Linked DNA regions of Mus musculus: region 2 is linked to region 1. Evidence: chromatin contacts called from public Hi-C data. All regions are on one chromosome and are shown on one strand. The core of a region is the stretch at or near the end of the contact, and the rest is flanking DNA. Distances in the headings are between cores, read along the strand shown. Region 1 holds the start of Pkd1l2 (polycystic kidney disease 1 like 2). Region 2 overlaps Gan (giant axonal neuropathy).

Region 1 (3,236 bases), core at 548-3,047:
CAGAAGCAACAGGACCCAAGCTCTAGCTCCAAACCCATGTCAGAGCTGAGGCAGTGACAGTGTGTCTATAATCCCAGCCCTGGGGAGACAGGAGGATTCCTGCTCATCACTGGCCAGTCAGTCTAGCTGGCTAGTGAGCTTCAAGTTCAGTGAGAGAGCCTCTCTCAGAAACTGAAGCGGGAGGCTGGAGAGACAATTCAGGGAGTGAAGGCTCCCACAGCGGAAGGGAGAGAACTGACTTATCCAAGCTGTTCTCTGCTCAGGCCTGAGGAGTGAAGTTTGAAACCCATGGAGAGGGGGGACTGACCTCTCCACACACACAGACACACACACACAGACACACATCGAGACATGCATAGACACAGACACACAGACATACACAGAGCCACACACACACACACACACACACATAGACACAGACATACAGAGACACACACATAGACACAGACATATAGAGACACACACATAGACACAGATACACACGCACACAGACACACACATAGACACAGACACACACATATACACACACAAACACAGATATATACAGACACAGACATACACAGAGACACAGACACACACACACACACACACACATAGACACAGACACACACACAGACACATACAGACACACACACACAGACATACACACAGACACATACAGACACAGACACACACAGAGACACAGACATACACACAGACACATACATACAGACACACACACACAGACAAACATACACACAGACACACACAGAGATACAGACACACAGACACACAACACAGACACACAGGGACATACACACACACACACACTCACACACACACAGGTAGAGGTGTAATGACATCTTTTTACGGCAGGAAGCTGAGGCAGCAGAGAGCCTGCAGAACGCTTGTCCCTTCCTCCCACCTTGCCTTAGGATTGTTTGTTATGTCTTACTAGAATCTTGCTGTGCTGGGATTATATCCGCACACTACCACATCTGGACTATTACCGGGTTCTGGGGACCAAACTCAGGCTTGTGTGGCTTGTGTTTTACCCTGAGTCATCTCCCCAGTCTCAAGAAGTAGTTTTGAGTTAAGCCCTGAAGGAGGAGAAGTGGGCCGGAAGGACTGACATCTTGTCCGGGGCCAGACTAGACAGAGTCTTGTGTACAAAGATAAGAGCTTTTCGTTTTACCACAGATCCTGGCCACACTCCAGACGGCCTGGGTGATGGCTGAGGATGGATAGTTTATAAAAGTTATTTGATGACATGAAATAAATCTTGTAGGGATGTTTTATCCTCCGGTCAGCATAAATGATGACATGATGTGTCGGAAGGGGACCTGCCTGTCCCACGAGACGGGAAGACGGTTATCACCTGGGGGCAGATGTCCTTCCACACAATAGGACTGCATAAGGGTACCACTCTGAATGTGTGCCATCCTATAACTAACCTTCTATGCGAGTTGTATCACATACCTCCCGCATGAAGAAACACTGGGCGTTCAGGTAATGGCTCCCCCCAAAAAGAAAAAAAGAACAGTAAAGAATCTGTCAGACAGGCATCATAGCAACCTTATCTTCCTCTACAAGAAATCTGAACATGAATTGCTTTTCAGACAGGCTTTGAACAATTGCCGGGTGAAACCAAAACACAGACACATTCACCCCGTGTATTTTGTCCCATAAACAAGAGTTATTATTTGGTGCAAAATTGGAAAGGAAGATGGATGGTGGGTGGTTGTGGGAATGGCAACATATAAAGGAGTGGGGGCCGATCTCCACCCTGCAGCCCCGGCAGTGGTCCTAGGATGACCATGGCAGGCTTGGTGTTCCTGGGGCTCGCACTGAGCAGTGGAGCCACTGTGGCTAAGTCAGAAGGGGGCAGCCTCTGCTCAAGGAGCCAGGTGTTCTTCAGAGATGCTTGCTATGAGTTTGTGCCGCTGGAACACACCTTCCCCGGCGCCCAGGGCTGGTGTGAAGGGCACGGAGGCCATCTGGCCTTCATTCCCGATGAAGACACCCAGCAGTTCCTGCAAAGGCACATTACCCAGGACAGAGAATGGTGGATCGGACTCACGGGAGGCTCGGGGCACAATGGCACTGTGGGAGGTAGGTGCTGCTTAGCTGGGTCTGATAAAAATTCTTATCACTACTTCTTACTCAGAACCCCAGGGGGCAAATTAACATGTTCTAATTTTCATGGCAAAGAGACCATTAGTTGTTTGGTGCACTGGCTAAAATAATTCATGTATAGTAACAAGCAGAGGGGGTGGTCTAAAAACACACTTATATTTCTCTAGTTCTGGAGTTCATGTTCTCTGTGGTGCAGTGCCTCTGTACGTACATTCTGAGGGCAAACCTTCCCCGGGAGGTTGCCGAGTCTCACACCTGAACACTTCCAACCACCTTCTCAGGCTCTAGAAACTTCTGGAGCAATGCAAGTCACTTCAGAATGAACTCCACGCATGCCTAGACATGGCTTGAGCAGATGCCCTGCGTCATCTACCCATGGGCATCATGGAATGCTCTGGGCTCTACTTTCTGTCACTCCTGGCTAGGTAGCACCACCTTTTATGGGTGCTCCAAGACGGTGTCCAGTTTATGTCTGAGCATATGAAACTAATGGTGAGGACACACCCATTCTCTGGTGTGGGGAAAGAGAGCCATCGATTGAGCACCTATGGCGTAGGAGGAGCTGAGTTCAGTCAAACACTCTGTGTAAGGCAGGGTAAGAGAGGACCCCTGCCAAGCCCTGCTGCCCTTGCTTCCATTCAGGCTCTGGGACCTGGCTGGACACCTCAAATGTCAACTACAGCAACTGGCAGGAAGGACAGGCCACACCTGCCCCAGGGAGCTGCGGCTACATCGGGAGTGGTCCTTCATCTCAGTGGGCTGCCCTAGAGGATTGCACACAGACCTTTGCCTTCGTCTGCGAGTTTGGTGAGCTGGTCCTGTGGGGGCTTCCTCCCTGCCCCCTCTATCTCCCCCTGCCTATCTTCTTTCCTTCCTTCCTGTTCCCCTTCCTGCCTGTCTGCCTCTTCCCACTCAGTCTTCATCTCTCTAACCATCTCTCTTTATGGATCCCCTCCATCTCTACAGGTTTCCTGTGCTCTTTCTTTCTCCCCTAACTGTATCTCCCTGTCTCTTGGTGGGTCTCATCCTTCCCTTCTCTTCTCCTCTCTTCTCTCTGGGACCCTCATCTTCCTGTCCAGGTGCCTTGCCTGCAGACTTCTTCTTCTTCTTGCATGTTTGGG
Region 2 (3,236 bases), core at 255-2,754, 120 kb before region 1:
CTCAGTGTTTTACAAATGCCCTGAGTGTCACTGACAAGAGGTCCTGGCAGCTGCTCTCTGTTTACACAGGGGAGTCTGGGAAAACAAAGGCTGGAGATGCATGGTGTATATTAGAAAAAAAAGGTTTTAAGATTGGGAACTTATTTTTTGTGTGTTTGTGTATGTATTCATGTGTGATGATGTTATATTCACATGTGTTTATGTATGTATTCGTGTGTGATGGTGTGCTTGCACACGGGTCTAGGCCGATGTCATACCTGGCTTTCTTGAGGGTACCAGGGACAGAATGAAGACCCGAAGGTTTGAGCAGCAAGTACTTTACTGACTGGCCCCCCTCCCCCAACCCCTTTAAATACAAGGATGGGGCCAGGGACATGCTCAGTGGTAAAGAGTGCTGGCTGCTTTTCAAGAAGACCTAAGTTCGGGTCCTAGCATCCATGTCTGGTGCTCACAACTCCAGCTCCTAGGGATCTCACACCCTCTTTTGACCCCCTTGATCATCTCCCACATATCGCACACATACATAAATAAGTAATAAAAAATAAATATAAGGTCCGGCATGGTGGGGAGTCAGAGGCAGGCAGGCAGATCTCTGTGAGATCATGACATGCCCAGACTATATAGAGTTCCAGGCCAGTCAGGGCTACAGAGTGAGACCTCGAAACAGAAACAGAAAAAGAAAGAGTTAAAGTAGACACATAGAAACAAATCACAGTTGGTGAGATGGCTCAGCCGGTGAGAGCACCGACTGCTCTTCTGAAGGTCCTGAGTTCAAATCCCAGCAACCACATGGTAGCTCACAACTATCCTAATGAGATCTGACTCCCTCTTCTGGTGTGTCTGAAGTCAGCTACAGTGTACTTATCTATAATAATAATAAATAAATCTTAAAAAAAGAAACGAATAAGAAACAAAGCATCGCCCTCCTTCCCATCACAGCGCTGTGGTCTCCTACTCAGAAGGGACTCTGAGCAGGCTGACTGGAACCCAAGGTTCTTCTAACAATACAGTGTGTCCCGGCACGCCTGGGAAGTGTTACAGTCAGACTTGATCCCACCCAAGGCAGCAGACAAAAGGAAAAGAAAGGTAAGCAAACGACTCTGACATGTTGCAGCTCACGCTGACTACGCACGGAGTCAGCCATCACAAAAAAGTAGTTTATCAGAAGGCAAACACACTGCTACTGCTTGTTAATCAGGCGGGACAGACTGTCTCCCGCTCATCTGGGCAGGAGATGAATACACTATTTCCTACGGAGGCAGCCTCCCCCACTGTGGCTTCTCAAAGGAGAAGTAAGAAGCCTGACATCCCCTCCACCCCCCAGCAAATGCCTTCCAAGCTGCCTCCTCATTTTCTGTCTACTGAATTCCCCTGGCAATCTCCCTCTGATGACGGGAAGTAAAGACTCGTCTGAAGTGTCTGAGAGGGAAAACACGTGACAGACCAGGCAACAGTCACAGGCATGTCTAACACTGTGTCTGTTTATTCTTCGCCGATCTCAAAGTCAGGAAAGGAGGCGCTATCTTATGGCACCCCCATCTGGTAATAAAGTGCATAGGGCCACACTGTGCAGCAGGCTCCCCTGGGGATCTGAATACGTCACTGGAGTGAGAACACTGCCTGGTGCTTACGAAAATGTGTGAGAGGAGGGGAGGGGCAGTGCCTACCACAGGCTCACGCCATGGCCTGTCTGGCATTTTTAAAAAGGTTGTTCTTCTTACATTTATTCATTTACTGTGTGTGTCTGTGTTGTGTGCTTGTCTCTCTCTCTCTCTGTGCCTGTGTATCTGTATATGTGTGTGTCTGTGTATCTGTATATGTGTGTGTCAGTGTCTCTGTATCTGTACATGTGTGTGTCTGTGTGTGTGTGTCAGTGTCTCTGTGTATCTCTGTTGTGTTTGTGTCTGTGTGCATGCACTGACAAGCTGTGTGGAGGTCAGAGGACAGGCTGTGGGACTCCGCTTTCTTTCGCTTTTGGGGGTCGGTCCTGGCAATTGAATCCTGACAGTGTTTTAATATCTCAGACACCAGCTCAATTGACACATGATGCACTGAGCATCTGATGCCTGTCAGGTTTCCTACTGGAGGACCACGTGGGACCGAGCCGTGTATACACTCAGTTAGCAGTTAGGAAGCCAGCCCTATGTGCAGAAGCTTAGGGATCAGGGTCTGAGGTGTGTGTGTAAGCATGGAAGAGGACAGCAAAGGCTTTCTCTGGAGAGTGACAGCTTTGGAAACAGCCAAGTTAACTAGATGGGCAATGAGGGGTATTTCAGGCAGAAGCAGCCTAGAGATGAGCTAGCTAAGGGCTCAGTGTAGAGCCTCTGGGCAGACAGCAGCAGGAAAAGCAGATGCAGGCCCTGTCATAAAAGGCTACATATGGCCAGGTGTAGTGGTGCAAGCCTTTAACCCCAGGCAGAAGTAGGTGGATCACTGAGTTTCAGTGTCAGTCTGGTCTATGTAGCAAGTTCCAAGATAGCCTGGATTACACAGAGAAACTCTGTATGCAAAACAAAACAACAACAAAAAAGCAGCCATTACACTAACAGGACAACGTCAGATATGTGCTAAGTTCCAGGTTCCGTGTTGTTTCCTTAAGTCACTATGGTGGTTTGAATGAGAATAAACCCCATAAACCCATATATTTGAATCCTTGGTCCCTAGTTGGTGGAACTGCTTGGGAAGGGTTGCAGGGTGTGTGTGTGTGTGTGTGTGTGTGTGTGTGTGTACTTGTCGGAGGAGGTGTGCCACTGGTAGTGAGTGGGCTTTGTGGTTCTAAGAGACTCATCATTACCAGTCCTCTGACCCCCTCCCTCCCTCCCCCCCTCCTTCCCTCCCTCCACCTTTTGGATGAAGATGTAACCCCTTAGCTGTTCCTACTGCCACGCCTTTGCTCCAGCCTCACAGACTCTAACCCTCTAACACCATACGCCCAATGTCACGTGCTCTTCTATAAGCTGTCTGAGTCATCATGTCTTACCACAGCAACAGAGGAGTAACTCAGATATCAACTTCTCAAGTCACTGAGAAAATACCCAGCATGCAGTGGACACACCCCCTAAGGAGAGAACTCAGTGATGTCACTGGGAATCAAAGCTGAGACACACCCCTGAAGCATGGAGGGAGGGACAGGAGGGGAAGCCTGGAGAGTCTGCTGCATGGGGAGAAGGGCAGGCGTGGAAGCCTCTAGACTGATTACCTCTTAAACTCGTCATGATAGAACTCGGACTTGCAGG

The links. Hi-C and Micro-C count contacts between places; a contact is called where the count stands out from the background.
Region 2: a contact with region 1 is called in a Hi-C map of the G1E-ER4 cell line, with 2.3 times the contacts expected there. The contact joins the enhancer-like site here to the promoter of Pkd1l2 in region 1. A contact is called at or near these places in 13 of 39 promoter capture datasets (the 3T3-L1 cell line, 3T3-L1-derived adipocytes, the HPC-7 cell line and 7 more), 2 of 15 datasets of contacts at CTCF or cohesin (large pre-B cells and pro-B cells), 16 of 484 Hi-C or Micro-C datasets (B cells, ECoMG-derived neutrophils, the G1E-ER4 cell line and 10 more), 2 of 115 datasets of contacts at active chromatin or transcription factors (the HPC-7 cell line and embryonic stem cells) and 3 of 9 other capture datasets (adipose tissue, embryonic stem cells and pancreatic islet).

The regions. Positions count from the first base shown.
Region 1 is chr8:117,081,010-117,084,245 of GRCm38.p6, reverse strand. It overlaps Pkd1l2 (polycystic kidney disease 1 like 2), which reads left to right and starts at 1,797. Exons shown (of 43, transcript NM_029686.4): 1 at 1,797-2,091; 2 at 2,758-2,922. The coding sequence starts at 1,797.
Region 2 is chr8:117,196,544-117,199,779 of GRCm38.p6, reverse strand. Gan (giant axonal neuropathy) reads right to left here. Exons shown (of 11, transcript NM_001081151.2): 9 at 3,200-3,236. Among named protein-coding and RNA genes, the nearest start is that of Gan, 40 kb to the right of the region's middle. Within about 2 kb of position 1,504, at least 141 of the 459 cell types and tissues checked have an H3K27ac peak or open chromatin away from gene starts, as enhancers often do. A contact at or near this core is called in B cells, ECoMG-derived neutrophils, the G1E-ER4 cell line and 9 more, where this site is marked.